4 separate regions of the Sus scrofa genome follow, and all the other regions are linked to region 1. The links are chromatin contacts, called in public Hi-C, HiChIP or PLAC-seq and promoter capture Hi-C maps. All regions are on one chromosome and are shown on one strand. The core of a region is the stretch at or near the end of the contact, and the rest is flanking DNA. Distances in the headings are between cores, read along the strand shown.

Region 1 (3,762 bases), core at 325-2,824:
ACACCACAGCTGTGGTAACAACAGATACTTTAACCCCACTGTGCCGGACAGAGAATGGAACCCACACCTCCACAGCGACTGGAGCCGCTGCAGTCAGATTCTTAACTCCCTGTGCCACAGCCAGAACTCCCTAACTCAGACTTCTGATTTAATTAACCGGATAGTTGATGGTGCCAGTCTTAGAGATGAGAAATACAGAACTCTGGTAGGGAAGATAGAAATCATTGAACACTTCACGGGTGACCTGCCTGTGGGATAAAAAGGATTGCCAGAAGGCAATCAGAGATAACTAGTCTGAGCTAAGAACGTGGGTTTTTGGAGTTCTCATACAAGTGTTAAAGGCTTAGGAAGAGCATGTGAGATAAACAAACCTCACTGAGTGCAGAACCTAGGGAACATCATTTAGGAAGTACAGAGAAAGTATCCAGCAAAGAAGAGAAGATGGTTACAAAGCTAAGACACCAGGAGAGTGGTGTCATAAAAGCCCAGGATGGAGTTTCCACCACGATAAAATTGTCTTTAATCCCACTAGAAAGTAGACTCTATAAAGTCATGGAACATGTCTGTTTTGTTCACCAATGTATCCCCAGTGCCAGGAGGCCTGGCACATAGTAGAAGGTCAAAAACATTCCCTGAATATGGCTAGGAAAACCAACCAACAGTATTGAATACCACAGAGTTCTGGGCAGACAAGGACAGAGAAGTGTTTTATTTAGGAGCCTCAGGTATCACTGACGATCTTGTCCAGAGCAGGTTCTGTGGAATGGTGGGGGGGAGAAAAGCAAAATGGGAGTGGCTTCGATGAATAAATGCCAAGCCTGTTTTCTTGTATTACTTTTCTACATTAAAAAAATTTTTATTTTCATTTATTTATTTATTTATTTTTGGCCACGCCCAGGCACCAATGGCATATGGAAGTTCCTGGGGCCAGGGATCAACCTGCAGGAATCGACCAGAAGCCGCTGCAGAGACGAGGGATCCTTAATCCGCTGCGCCACAGCCAAAATGCCCCATAATTTTTTTTAATTAAAGAAAAAATTCTTTTTAATTAAAGAAAAATTCTTAAAAGTTGATGGGAGATAAGGAAGTTGCGGCCACTGACACAGCCCATTCTTGGATGAAACTTTGTTACACAGGGAAGTAGGAACTCAGAGCTGCAATTACAAGGGGGCTCGAGGTGAAAGGGGATTTTTCCTTAAGAGAGGAAACTTGCTTTGTCCACCGTCGGATCGCCAGGGCCTAGTACAAAGCTGGCCATTTCCTGGGCGGTCAACCAAGCCTAGAGCTGGCCAGCGGCAGGCTCACAGGGCGCTGTCGATCACGGACGGACGCTAGAGCCTTTCCTTTTGGATCAGGTAGGGACAGGAAGGCTCAACCCAGTTCCTGACAGCGCAGCACCTTCGCACACCTGCGCCGCGTGGAAACCCGGGGCGAGGAGGATCGACTCTGGCACGCCCGCGAGTCGAGGGGTGGGTGGGGAAAGCAAGGCTCCGCCCGCTAAACAAGCTTTTATCTCCTGCCTCCAGGTTCCCCGCAAGCCCCTCCCGAAGTGGCTCCAGTTTCTCGCACGCCTCAGGGGCGGGCCGGAAGTGACGCACCTTGTCGCGCGTGATTGGCGGAAGCAGAAATTGCTTTGCGGCCGGCACGGAAATTGCTTTCCTTTCGGCTTCCGCTCCTGGCCCATGTGAGAGACAGGCTGCCGAGATGAGCGCGAGCCAGGCTGCGAAGAGGTGAGGGGTAGCAGACGGGAGGGGTGGGTCTGGGTCTCGTTGGAAGCCGGGTTCCCCGGCTTTTGAGAAATGGAGTCCTCCTTTTAACTGGCGACAGTTGTTCTCCTCCCAAGACCTCGCCATTCGTTACTATTTCCGTGATCCATCCTTTAGAGCTCTTTTAATTTAATTTAATTCGCCCCCTCTGCTCCTTAGCTTTTTAGTGTCATCCCGGTTGGTCCTGACGAGGCCTCTCCCTCTCCAGCTAAGTTAACATGTTGCACTTTCCTCGAGGAGTCACGTGACTCCTTTTTTCTGTAGCTGCTAGAGAGCGAAACCCTCCGCGCAGGCAGTGCCTGCATTATAAACTCCCTTTTTCTTGGAAACCTTTGCTAACTGTAGTCATCCACGACATTTTCTGTGATCGTTTATGCCTCCCCCAGGGGAAGTAAATACAATCTGTGCAGTAATGGTTACCTTGCGAAGATTGACATATACTGTTAGGTAATGGTAGACTATAATTTGTTTCTGGGTACCAGTCTCCCTAGTTAAGCACCTACTTTGTCAAACAGGCTCCAGGGAAAATGGTATACTCAGCTGCTTCCTTCCCATTTCCCGTTTCCCTATCCCAGAGAACAAGTGATCAAGATGTCACTTTTGAGTAAGCTGCAGCTATACAGATGTCTTCAGTGTGGAGGATGCTTATAAATATTAATGGTGGAATTGCCTTGCCTAGCAACAACGTCTTCTGCCACCTTAGGGTCTGACATTTTTACACCCCTCACCCCCAGAGGTCGGTGGGAAATGCGGTGGCAGTCAATCACCGAAGAGTGTTAGATCTTTTTCATTTGCATGCAGTTCTATATGGGTGCTACTAACCACTGCTCACCTCTTTCAGGTGATGCCTGCCTTCCGTGGTCTAAATTTATTGTCTTGACTAATTTCCAAAAATGCTCACACGGCTGGATTTGCACCTCTTCCAGGGGATAATCTGTTTTGTACTGAGAACTGAAGTTATGTTTTAGAGATTATTTCAATATAAGAAAAGTTATTTCAAGTGACACTATTTCCCTTTCGTCTCCTTTAGCAGCCTTCTGGCTTTAAGCCAACAGGAAGAACTAGAGGATTTGCCAAAAGACTACTCCTTGAGTACCAGTGAAGATGAGGTGGGTGACACTGGCTGCACTGCCTTCTCCAGTTTCCCTTCTGCCTCAAAATTAGGGTAAACTGAGGTTCCTGGAAAGGAAAGGGGTGGCAACATTGTTCATACTTGTTCAAATCTCACAAACAAATTACAGTTACAACTACCCAAAAGTAGAGCAGTTCCTACAAAACCTCACATAAGCCAGAATGGCATAAAGCAAAGAAGCAACTACCTGAGGACACATCTTGCCAATGGGTGGACAAAATAAATTAAGATAAAGCATGGATCCTCATAGAAACAGTTCTTTGGCAGTTTGATGCTGAGAGGCTGAGTGTAATTTCCTGGGAAAGAGCTTGGTGGTGCCACTTGGGATGTGTGCTGCCTCTATAACAACTTGCTGCAAAACAAATGCTGGATTCTATGTAAAAGAAACACTAAATACAAGTATCCTCTGCTCTTTGAAAATTTGCTTTACACCACTTTGGCCTCTCTTTTTTTCTTTCCTTTGGTAAAAGAAAAAATCCTCTTCAGATTTCGTTCAGTTAGCAGAGTTCCTGTCGTAGCTCAGTGGTTAACGAATCTGACTAAGAACCATGAGGTTTCGGGTTCCATCCCTAGCCTTGCTCAGTGGGTTAGGGATCCGGCGTTGCCATGAGCTGTGGTGTAGATGGCAGATGCGGCTCGAATCCCGAGTTGCTGTGGCTCTGGTGTAGGCCGGTGGCTACAGCTCCAATTAGACCCCTAGCCTGAACCTCCATATGCCGTGGGTGCGGCCCAAGAAAATACCAAAAAAAAAAAAAAAAAAAAAAAGACAGATTTCGTTCAGTTAGCAAGAGCAGGTACTAATGTAGGTCTTTTGTGAAAAGCAAAGTGGTGTAGAGTTCTGGTTATGGCTCAGTGGGTTAAGAA
Region 2 (3,762 bases), core at 439-2,938, 230 kb after region 1:
GCAAGGTGACCCAGTCATACATAAATATATACATTCTTTTTCTCACTCCTTTTTTTTTTTTTTTTTTTTTTATTGGCAGCATAGGTGGCCTAAGGAAGTTCCCAGGCCAGGGACTGAGTCCAAGCCTTAGCTTCGAGCTACGCCTGCAGGGCAACAGGGAATCTTTTAACCCACTCAGTGGGCGGGGGGTGGGGGTCAAACCTGAGCTTCTGCAGGGACCTGAGCCACTGCAGTTGGATTCCGAACTCACTGCACCACTGCAGGAACTCCTCCTCAGGATCTCTATTGCCAATAATTCTTAGTTTTCCCACAAAACAATTTAGGCAAAATAAGTACATAAAGTTTGAAAGGCCAGTGTGTGTAGATGAAAATCTTCAGCTTACTTAAGTTTCTGTGTAAATTTCTGGGCAACTTTCGAATACCCCTAGCCTGGGAACTTCCATATGCCTTGGGTGCAGCCCTTAAAAAAAAAAGAAAGTAAAAGAGAAAAAAGAAAGAAAAGGCCTCAAGGATCATTTCTCACATTGCAAATATGAATATCTTCAGGTGGCCATTCAAAGATTATTGACTAAAAAACCCACAAAACAGCACCTCCTACAGGTAGATGATTCTTTACCCCTCTGAAGTTGTGCAGGTTGAAGATTAGCAGGCTCGAGATAAGCTTGGATACATTCAAGGGTATCTGATGCACAACCGGCTGAAGGGGAACCGCATTCATTCTTAACCTTCTGAGGTCAAATTTTAGAAAGCAATGTGGAGTTAGGGCGAGGGGATTAGGGAAATAAAGACTGGAAAACTATACTTTGCTCTGCCTATTAATTAGGTTTGTGACCTTGGGCATGTAATTTCACCTGTCTTTGCCTCGGTTTATTATCTATAAAATGAATGGGTTGAACTTTACCACGAAATCCCTTCCAGCTCTAACATTTGATGAAACAACTTCATGGAGGGCAAATGCAATGCGTTCTGCAAACTGTTTCTTAGAAGCATTAGAGACCAGCAAGAATTCCACTGACCAGACATGTCAAATGAATTCTGGGCCAACTCTTCCTGGTGTCTGGCGCATAGCCGACTGACTCTTTACTTTCATTGCACTGTTTCTGCTTCTCAGGGCGCTCAAATCTATGAATCACAGGTGGGGTTTGGAAGGTAGGCAGGCAATATACTCATTTACAAAAGGACCTGAGGTGTCGAGCTTAAACGTCCTGCTTAGGGCCTCACAACCGACAAACGACAAAGTCGACTTGACCTCACGGCTCTAAAAAGGCCAACTGGGGGTGGCTGCGAGGTGGCATCGGACAATAGGAGACAGCCAGCTGGTCTGTTATCCCCGAACAGCAAAGCCTCCCAGGAAAAGGCCTCAAGCCGACTACTGGGCTCAAATCCCCTGAAGGTCAGGTCAGCACGATTTGCGAAACTCACAGTTTAGATCTCTCCACCTCGGAATTTAGCGACTGTGAGTGTGTTTAGTTTTTCCCCTGGGGTGGGGGTGGGGTGGGCTTAGGACTGAGAGGCAAAGAGAGCCTTTGGAGCCCAGGCCTTTGGACTTCGAGGTGGGGGTTACCGGGATGGGTCAATCACCTGGGAGCCGGTTCCTCTGCCTCGGGCCTCGGACGCACACCGTCCGCACCAAGGGCGCCAGCTTCTGCTTCAAAGCACCCGCCGCCAAGCCTCCACACCGGAACATTTCGGCAACCGCTACTCTGGACCGCCGCCTCCTTTCCTTTCTTCTTACGCACCGACGGACGGGTCAAACACCAAGGGCCCCGGGCCGTTCCCCTTGCTCCCTTCACACGCACTCTACGCAGGCTCCTCCTCCCAGCTCCGGGTGGGCATTGGACAGCTAAGCCGGCCAGCTCCGGCAGGGAAGGGGAAGAGCGCCTGGAGGCCTACTGCGCAGGCGCGATGCTCAGCGCCGCATTGCGATTGGCCCGCACGGCGAGAAGCTGTGCGCATGTGCCTAGCTGCCCTCACACTTGCAAAGACCCCAGCCGGAGTTGCTAGCTATTTTCCGCAGGTTGGTGGCAACACGTGTGGGTAAGCGCTTTTGGAAAGCTGCCCGAGGAGCGGCTGATGGGGCCGCTCTGCCTGGTTGTGGCCAGTACTGCTGCGGTAACAGTACCTCACAAAGCGTGGCCTCAGCGCCGCGGTTTAGTCTTCTGTTTTAGGTTCCTAATTACTAGGTAATAAGCCTTCCGGATTCTCTTGCTGAAGTCCACTTCCAGTCTTTCCACAGGGCCTGCCGGGGAACCTGGCTTCCCAGATTCGGAGCGGACTTCCGTCTTTTACAAATTGCTGGCGCTTTCCTACCAAGCGCCTGTTTCCTGGACCAGTAGACATTCCGCTCACTCTTTCCCATACCACTTTTATACTGTGCGGTTCTGTGTCCTAGATGCTGTACCGGGTGCTGCGGTAGTCGGCTGTTACGGCTTCGGTGCTTGAGAGCAGGATGCCGGCAAAAAGAGTTTGTGCTTCACCGACTTTATATGAGAGAAATCCTAAGCAGATTTTTTAAAAGAGTTGGAGGAGTAGGGTGAGAGGCTGAGTGCAGATAGGTGTTTTGACTCTACCACATGTAAGCTAAATTGGAAATAAACTTTGGGCTGTATGCAAAATATGTCTTTTTCAAAGCTTTGAGTTACATGTTTGGTTAACAAGTATTGAGCACTTGCCATTTGGACTGTGCTATGAGAGGAGCTCTGGGGGATGTGAATAGTATAGGAAGTGGTCACTGTCTGATTGGGAAGATGACATACACTGGTCATTTAAATATCTGATGTAGTGCCAGAGCAAGAGAAAAGTATGGGATGGAAAAGCTAAGGAATGACTTCATACAAGAAATGTTACTTAAGCTACATCTTGAAGGATGAGTATTAAAATTCAAATAGACAATGGAGAAGGGATGATATTTCAGATGGTGAATTCATTGGGACCCAAAGTAATATTTTCAGTGGTCAAGCACCATTGACTTTGGATCCCTTCTGCCCCAAGTTGAATCCTGGCTCTGCCACTTGGAAAAGTCACTTGTGCTTCAGTTTCCTCATCTATCAATCTCATAGGGTTGTTATGAAGATTACATGACCTAATATTTGTAAAGTATTTTACAGGATGCATCATGTTGTTTAAATAGCTTGGAGGTATAAAACAAACAAACCCCAGCACATTTATAGGGGACAATGACAGAGAGTACATACTAAGAAGTAAATAAGGACAAGTGAATATGGTAGGGCCAGATTTGAACTGGTAAAAGAATTTAGCCCTAATCTTGTAGGTGATGAAGTTATTATTTTTAGTGGATTAAGGATAGAAAATGAAATTACAAAGGTGTTGTTTGAGGAAGTTTAATTCAGGAAACAGTATTTATTGGGTAAAAATGACCCAGTATTCCCTTACTCATTAAGAATAGACTAATGTTCAGAAGTGCAGGCAATACCATGACTTTTTTTTTTTGGCCACACCAATGACATGGGGAAGTTTCAGGGCCAAGGATCGAACCTGAGCCACCGCAGTAACAATGCTGGATCCTTAATCCACTGGTGCCACAGGGGAACTCTGGCAATGCGTGACTTTTAACTGACGGCTGTTTGGGAGGGATAAATATTGAAAATATCGGTTCCACAGTAAGGTAAAAAGTTCTTTCTAATTCAGATTTTAAAGGCTTTACGGACATGGATATTTATTTCTCTTTCTAAAAGCCGATAATCAACATGGGTTGATTAAATACAAAATTAATCATATCTGTTGATGAAAGAGGCTTTCAAA
Region 3 (3,762 bases), core at 943-3,442, 180 kb after region 1:
AGAGGCTGGGTGAGGGTGGCAACGTGGAGCCTGCTCAACGCCCCCCTACCCCACCCCACACACATCCCAGGCTTTGAACCCACTCCCAGAGACAACCACTTGCGAGGCAGTCTCTTCCCCACATTGGCCAGGATAGTTAAGTCCTAAACTGTTCCTGCTGTGGGTCCACTGAATTAATGGTCGAGAAAGCCCCTTATAACTGGTAAAAACCCTACGTAACAATCTGCCAGGAGGAATTTGCATTCTTGCCCTGCAAAGGTGATCCTGGGCATTTTCAGTGCCAAAGTGCCCTGTCTCCCCACAGGGAAGAGCTAGATCTGATCCCTTCGCCACCCCACCCCCCCACACAAGGCTGACACTCAGGCCAGGGGTTAGCTCGCAGGGGGTGAGTCCCTGATGGGCGTGCCCACCAGCTGTTGGGGCCAAGCAGTGGTGGCTCAGGCCCTGGGGTGGTGATCTCACTTCCGCTGCTACCTCCCCACCTCCCCAGCACTCCTCCCATATGAGGCCCCACCAGGCCAAAATCGAGAAGTCCAAGGTTAACTGTTCCTCCCCACTTTAAGAGCTAATTAAAATGATTAGCCACAACGAACTGTCAAACATTAACCAGAAGAAGCTGCAGGACCAGACAGGCTTCTATCTCGGGCAGAGGGATGAGGGGCAGGAATCAAACGGCCATCAAATCCCATGGCTGGGGTGTGGTGGGGGTGGTGGCGGGGGGTAGCCAGGGACAACCTGGCCAAGGCGCGGAGCCAAGGGGTCAGGAGGCGACTCTGGTCAGGAAGGCTGCATCCCGAGGGAAGGGCGGCAGAGTGAGGGTGCGATGGAGGGACCAGAAATTCAGAAAGCCGCCGCCTCAGCGGTCTCCAAAGGCAAGGCGCTGACGGTCGGGGACCGGCGCTGCGCGGCTGCTGCGTCCCCGAGCCGGCGGCAGAGGAGGGAACAGAGAGGCGGGAGAAGCCGGGAGAGCGGGAACGCGGGAGCGGGAAGGCTGGCGGCCGGCTCACACGGAAACTCTGGCCGCTGCCAAGAGGTCTCTATTTTGGCAATCCAATTATCCAAGTCATAGGTGTGTGTGTGTGTGTGTGTGTGTGTGTGTGTGTGTGTGTGTGTGTGTGTGTGTGTGTGTGTGTGTAGAGGCAGAGAGGGAAAGGGAAAGAGAGAGAGAGAGAGAAAGAGAGAGAGAGTGTGTGTGTGTGTTACCCTAAGGCGTCTGGTCCCAGAAGCCCTAGAGGCCGCCAGATCAATCTAGCAGCCCCGCCGCAGTGAGGCCCGACCTCCCGCCCTCGGGCCCCGAGCTTTGGGGGCCGGCTGTCACGATCGGCCCGGTCACGGACCCCGGGCTGCTCCGGGAGCGCGCAGACCGGCCCCCACCCTGACACGGGAAATCGATTCCGCTTCAAACCCGGGATCAGGAGTCCGGGTTCCCCACTGAACACGCGGTGGGGCGAGGCAAGGGCGGGACGCGACACGCCGCCGCTCTCCCACCCTTTCCTGGGCCCCCAACCCCTACGCCCCGGGGCGGCCCCGGCGTCCCCGATCCCGCCCTCAGGCAAACTTTCCGAGGTCCCCGAAGGCTCGGAGAACTGGCGCCATCGACGTACCTGAGGCCGAGAGGGCTCGGTCGTCAGGCCGGGGTCTAGCTCCCCGCTCCAAGGGCCGGGACGCCGATCCTCAGCCCCGCCAGCCCGCCTTCTCCCCTCAGAAGCCGGGCCCGGCGAGTGGAGCCGGGACCTCGGCGCCGGCGAAAGGAGAAGTGGAAGTTGAGCGCGGCGCCCGGTCGGTCCCCGCGGCCGCCGGGGCCACCGTCCCCCTCCCTCCTTCCCTCCCTCCTCTCCTCCCTGCCCGCCTGCCCCCGCGGCCCCGCGCCCGTGACTCACCTCGGCGCCGGGGCAGGCTGGTCCGGGCGGGCGAGGCGCAGGGCTCTCCCACACGTCGCGCCGCCAATGGCAAGTTGGAGGGCGAGATGCAAATACCAGGTGAGACGGCGGCGCCCCTGATAAAACGACTCCGGGGGGCGGGGTGGAGTGCGAGGGGAGCCGGGTGGACGCCGGGGAGGGCCAGGCCGGGGGAGGGGGCGGCGGGGGCGCCCGGGGAGGGGGCGCGAGCCAGCGGAGACCTGCACTCAGACAACCGAGCGAAAGGGGAAATTGCACTAGAGACACACACGTCCCCGCAGGCGGCGGCTGGGGCGGGCGCGAAGGAGGCAGGGCGGGAGGGAGGGAAGAGCCTGAGGGAGGGACCGACGGGAGGGACCGCGGGCGGGCGGGGTGGGGGAGGGCGCGAGGGAGGGACGAGGCGTCTTGGTGGAAACAGCGCCCCTCCACCCCCGGCCCGCCGCGGTCGCCAGCACGGCAGGGGGAGCCGTGCCAGGGGCCCGCGCGGCCTCTCCTTCCCCTCCCGGCTCGCTCGCCCCCGGGGGACCACGAGAACCCGGCTCCCGCAGAGCCCCACGGCGCGCGCCCAGCGTCCCTCACGCGGCGCTTCCCGGGGACCCCCGCAGCTCCCGGCGGGGAGCCCCCACACAATGCCTCGCGGAGAAAGCCACTCCATTCCCGGGGTGGGGGGACGGGGGCGGGGGGGGCTCCGGGTGGCTGTGTCCGGCCCCCTCGGCCTGTGGGCTCCACTCGCTTGACGCCTTTGGCCCTGCGCTCCAGATTATTATTGAGCGCCTGCTGTGTGGCGGACCTGGCGTGAGGGCGGGCCAAGCGGGTGGGTGAGGCCGGGAGATGCCCAGAGGATACAATTCGGGATGGTACGCCAGACACCGCGGGATCCCAGGCCAATGCATCGTGCACTGGGCGTGACTAGAGAGTTTGGGGGATTTCTTAGGGAAGTGGAGCCTAGGGCTCCCAGTGGGCGAGGCCAGGAGGATATGAATGGGGGGGAGGGTTGGGGGGAGAGGGGCCGGTGCAGCAGGTGCAAAGGTGGCCAGAGTTGGGGTGCTGGGAAAAAAGCTCGTGTCCCTCTTCTGTCCAAAGCCAGGCTGCTCTGCTTAAGGCACCCACTTGAACCCCAGTCTCCCATTCTACCTCCCCCTTACCCTCTCCTCTGACCTGCCCCAGCAGCCCTACCAGCTACCCCAACCTGATCCCACAGCCAGGAGGTTCTAAGCGGGGGGAGTTGGCTGGGAATTGTCACTTCTTATGGCTCTACATGGTCTGGGGGAGGGGCCCAGCCAGGCCTCAGGCCGGCATCTCCTTGGCAGAAAGCAGCAAAGCGGAAAGGGCCCCAGGGGAGGAGGCCCTGTGAGAGGTGGGGGTGGTCCGAGGGCCTGAGGTTCAGGGATCTGCTCAGCCACCAGCATCTGTCTGCTTCCCCAGCCGCAGGAAAGGATAGTCCCTGGCACAGCACAGGGGAACAGGGCTGGTGGTGGATGATGGTGGGGAAGACAGCTGCAGAGTTTCCAGGGAAAGACCCAGGGGCTGGACTGGGGCACCGGGGCACCTTGAGACCTCTTGTCTACCTAAACCTAAGTCCCTGAATAAAGAGCCAAGAGCAATATTTCACTTGTAAGCAGGCACACTTTCCCCAGGGAATTCCAGGTTCTGGAGACAAACAATTTTCTGTTGTCCTCTTGCCAGTGAAGCCCCCTTCTCAAATTGTGGTAGGTTCCAGCCATCCTTAAGCCCCCTTTACTTTGATCCACACACACACACACACACACACACACACACCCCACTCCCATTTTGATGAGGGTTCTGTGGTCTCTAACATTCCAGGGTTCCTATTCCAGCAGCACCATTTACCGGCTGTATGTCT
Region 4 (3,762 bases), core at 486-2,985, 140 kb after region 1:
GCTCAGAGGAATGCGCAAGGGCCCCAGGGTGGTTGGAAGTGATGCCTAGTTGACAAGTAGGAAAATGGGAATTGGGAGGGGCAGGGAAGAATCTTCGAACTAAGCGGACATCTGAGCACGGGCTGGGAGATAAAGAGGAGGGTCGTGTGTACAAGAAACTGCAACCCACTTCAGTGTCATGGCAGCTTGAAGGGACAAATGGGGAAGGAGGGTGTAGGAGCCCTACCGGCTGTGCCAAGGAGCATGGCTTTGACCTTTGCCTTGAACGATGGGGAACTATGGGAACTCTTGAAACTGGGTAGTGACAGAGGCTTTTTTTTTTTTTTTGGTCTCCTTAGGGTCACTCTCGCGGCATATGGAGGTTCCCAGGCTAGGGGTCTAATTGGAGCTGTAGCTGCCGGCCTACACCACAGCCACAGCAACGCTGGACCCTTAACCCACTGAGTGAGGCCAGAATGGAACCTCCTGTCCTCATGAATGCTAGTTGGGTTCGTTAACCGCTGAGCCATGACGGGAACTCCAAGGCTTTTTTGACTTTACTACATTGGTAAAAATGTGTTGGAGGTAGGACAGGCAGAGGGAGGGGAAAGGGCGATTGCTTGAGATTCAGAAGGAAGGATGATGAGTGAGTGGTGGGGGTACTATAAAGATTTCCATTTAGGGCAGGAGGGAGATGCTGTGGGCAAAATCAGAATGACCCCAAAGGACCAGGAAATGGTCCTTTGGGAACCCATGGACAGCCTTGGGGGCTTGGGTTTGGGTGTGAGGGTACACACACCCCTTTATTTCTCTGGAGAAAGTGAGTTAAAAGTGGAACCAGGAGTTCCCGCTGTGGCTCGCTCAGCGGTTAACGAACCCGACTAGCATCCATGAGGACAGGAGGTTCCATCCGTGGCCTCGCTCAGTGGGTTGGGGATCTCGAGTTGCTGTGGCTGTGGTGCAGGCCGGCGGCTACAGCTCCGATTGGACCCCTAGCCTGGGAACCTCCATATGCTGAGGGTGCGGCCCTAAAAAGACAAAAAGACCAAAAACAAAAGTGGAACCAGACAGCAGTTTCTTGTCTCTCGCTTTCAGATTCCTTTCCCCTCACCTCTGGAGTCCTTTCACTACCCTTCTCCCAGAGTGGAAAGATCAAAGTAGGAGGTTTGGACTGTGAATCCCATAAAGCAGGAGGTAAATCAGCATCCCTGGTCCACACTGGGGTGAGGATGCTGGCCTCTTACTAAATGAGCTGATCCTTTCAGTACAGCCTGGGGGAAAGGGCCTGCCCACCGCTTAACACCCAGGCTGACCTCAGGTGAGCGAGAACCTAATCTTTTGGACCTAAATGGGGCTCAATTTACGGACGACACAGGAGAATCACATTGAGTAAACACGGCTGTTTAGCCGGAGTTAGTTCCTCCTACATGCTGAAGTCACGAGCCGAGTTAATGATGGCCTTACCAGAATGTTCCTCTTTGGGGCGCAGGGTTGAAAGGGAGGCCCTGCTCAAGTCTCACTCTCCCTGAGAAAGGGCCATTCCTCCGCTCTCCCTGCATCGCCGTTTAGGTCGGGGTGGTGAATTGGGCGGTAAACTCCTGTCGGTTCCGTATTCTAACCTATGAGGGTCCCGCCCCTGCTGAGACGTGTGTGCGTGTGTGTTTGGGGTGGGGGGGGATGGAGTCGGCCCCGAGGACTGCCTGCTTAGCTGCCAGGAGGAGGCGCCAAGTGCTCGGGCCTTCTGGACCCCGCAGCGGGGCGGGCCGGACTCCACGTGTTCCTCTAGACTACAGCTTTCCACGGCCGGCAAGGGGCGCTGGCCAGACGCAGCGTTGTGCAGCTGGGCTCGGATGTCACCCCGTCCGCATGCCGGCCCCCCAGGAGCCCGGGCTCGTGCCGCGGGCGGCCGCAGCCATCCGCGGGCAAACGGCTGTCGCCGGCGCCCGGATCGCTGATTTCACGGTTGAAAGCGGCGCCGCGTGAAAGTATAGCTACAAGCAGGCCGCAGTGGGGAGGTGGGCCAGGCCAGGCGCCCGGCGGCACGGGGCGGTGGCCGGGGCTCACTCGCACAGCCAGGACAAGAGCGGCTGCCGGCGCTGAAGGCTAGGCCAGCCGCGTGCTCACCTGCTAGTCCGGGAGGCGGGGGGACGGGGGGGGGCGGTGAAGGGGGCGGGGCCAGGGCGCGGCCGGCCAATGGGGAGAGGGCATTCAAAGGACTGCTAAATCCCCCCCCCCGGAAAGTGGAGGGGGCGGGGGCCCTGGGGAAAGTTCCAAGATCTCGAGCGAAGAAAGGCCTTGGTTGAGGGCTCACGGTCAGGACAGAGGGACGGGAAGATGTCGGCTTCGGCTGTCTCTCTCTGGAGCGGCAGGCCCCGCCCTGGCCACCTCTCCCTTCCCCGGCTCCGCCAGGCCGCCCGGCCGCCCGCCCGCCCGCCTTCGCTGGCTCCACAGCGCCACCTGCTGGACACGGGCCCCCAGCCTGGCGTGCCAAGGCGGCGGCTGTTGCTGCGACCCACCGCCTTGGCCTCCCAAGCCTGGGAGCGGCCCAGAGGGCAAAGAGCTCACTCACCTCAGATCCAGCGGCCTTTGAGCCGGAGACACTTGCCTCTTTAAAAATACATGATCGGGGAGTTCCCGTTGTGGCGCAGTGGTTAACGAATCCGACTAGGAACCAGGAGGTTGCGGGTTCGGTCCCTGCCCTTGCTCAGTGGGTTAACGATCTGGCGTTGCCGGGAGCTGTGGTGTAGGTTGCAGACGCGGCTCGGATCCCGTGTTGCTGTGGCTCTGGCGTAGGCCGGTGGCTATAGCTCCGATTCAACCCCTAGCCTGGGAACCTCCATAGGAGCAGCCCAAGAAATAGCAAACAAAACAAAACAAAACATGGTCGGGTCTGAAAGACTAATAATATTTCTTGCCCCGCCCCTTCCACCGGACCTGACATTTCTACCACTCGGTTCCACCCAAAGATGAGGCCATAGTGATGTCCCAGGAAGGGGTCATCAGCAAAAGGCAGGAGTTCAGAGTCCCTCGAGGCACCTGGTGACAGCAAGTCACTGCAGGAAGCAGCCTTGCGTTCCTTGTGTACCCTGGTGTCCTGGGGTGGCCACAGACATGGGGAAAGGAGGCAGCTGCCCATAGCGCTGTAAGAGGGGTCAGCAGCGGTGGTGGCCCCCAAGAACGGGCTGTCCTTCTCCCTCCCCTCTTGTCTGCCTTAGTATAGGGCTGAAATCCTCACGATTAGAAACAGGACTCATTCATTCTTTCCATAAACATTTATTGAGCACCTACTGTGTGCCAGGCACTGTGCTAGGCGCTGGGGATACATCAGTGACTAACACACAGTCCCTGTCCTTGAGGAGCTCACAGTCTATTGGAGGGAAAACATACATAAACACATAGCTAAGGAGCTACTGTGTGCTAAGTGCTACAATAAGAGGTATATACAAAGTGCTGTGGGAGCCCAGAGGAGCGAGTAATGCACTGGCTGCTGGGAGTGAGGAGCAAGTCTCTTGACTCCATTAAACTAAACCATTGCAAAGGCAGGGATGTCGTTGCCACATGACCCTGGTTGAAATGAACCTGTCTCCTGAGGCTCTCCTCTAGCCCTCTCCCATAACTATATCAGCACAGGTTAATCAGATTAGCTAATTTAACACTTTGAGGAGGAAAGAAACTGGACAGGGAAGTTTCTTTAGGGACAGGGGATGTTCAAAGTAGTAACGACTCTTGAGTGCTAAGGCTGGGGGTGGGGTGGGGTGGGGGTTCCAGAGGGCACTGGGCCAG

The links. Promoter capture Hi-C pulls out the DNA fragments that hold promoters and counts their contacts. A called contact is a pair of places that touch in the nucleus more often than the background predicts. HiChIP or PLAC-seq counts read pairs in DNA pulled down with a chosen protein or histone mark.
Region 2: an H3K27ac HiChIP or PLAC-seq map of alveolar macrophages shows a contact between it and region 1. The contact joins the promoter of AIFM1 here to the promoter of UTP14A in region 1. A contact is called at or near these places in 2 of 5 promoter capture datasets (fetal liver and liver), 1 of 47 Hi-C or Micro-C datasets (fetal liver) and 1 of 2 datasets of contacts at active chromatin or transcription factors (alveolar macrophages).
Region 3: a contact with region 1 is called in a Hi-C map of skeletal muscle, with 5 times the contacts expected there. The contact joins the promoter of ELF4 here to the promoter of UTP14A in region 1. A contact is called at or near these places in 2 of 5 promoter capture datasets (fetal liver and liver), 2 of 47 Hi-C or Micro-C datasets (both in skeletal muscle) and 2 of 2 datasets of contacts at active chromatin or transcription factors (alveolar macrophages and skeletal muscle).
Region 4: a contact with region 1 is called in a promoter capture Hi-C map of fetal liver, with 3 times the contacts expected there. The contact joins the enhancer-like site here to the promoter of UTP14A in region 1. A contact is called at or near these places in 3 of 5 promoter capture datasets (fetal liver, fetal skeletal muscle and liver), 5 of 47 Hi-C or Micro-C datasets (embryonic fibroblasts, fetal skeletal muscle, fibroblasts and 2 more) and 2 of 2 datasets of contacts at active chromatin or transcription factors (alveolar macrophages and skeletal muscle).

The regions. Positions count from the first base shown.
Region 1 is chrX:106,477,454-106,481,215 of Sscrofa11.1, forward strand. UTP14A (U3 small nucleolar RNA-associated protein 14 homolog A) reads left to right here and starts at 1,575. Exons shown (of 15, transcript XM_003135366.4): 1 at 1,575-1,730; 2 at 2,797-2,875. The coding sequence starts at 1,705.
Region 2 is chrX:106,706,435-106,710,196 of Sscrofa11.1, forward strand. It overlaps AIFM1 (apoptosis inducing factor mitochondria associated 1), which reads right to left and starts at 1,689. Exons shown (of 16, transcript NM_001297632.1): 1 at 1,582-1,689. The coding sequence starts at 1,687. It also overlaps a transcript of RAB33A not described here.
Region 3 is chrX:106,659,148-106,662,909 of Sscrofa11.1, forward strand. ELF4 (ETS-related transcription factor Elf-4) reads right to left here and starts at 2,193. Exons shown (of 9, transcript XM_003135369.4): 1 at 1,881-2,193. It overlaps LOC106507037 (a long non-coding RNA gene), which reads left to right and starts at 1,870. Exons shown (of 4, transcript XR_002340829.1): 1 at 1,870-1,979.
Region 4 is chrX:106,614,511-106,618,272 of Sscrofa11.1, forward strand. ELF4 (ETS-related transcription factor Elf-4) reads right to left here. Exons shown (of 9, transcript XM_003135369.4): 9 at 3,237-3,762. Among named protein-coding and RNA genes, the nearest start is that of ELF4, 45 kb to the right of the region's middle. Within about 2 kb of position 1,736, at least 34 of the 83 cell types and tissues checked have an H3K27ac peak or open chromatin away from gene starts, as enhancers often do. A contact at or near this core is called in alveolar macrophages, fetal liver, liver and 2 more, where this site is marked.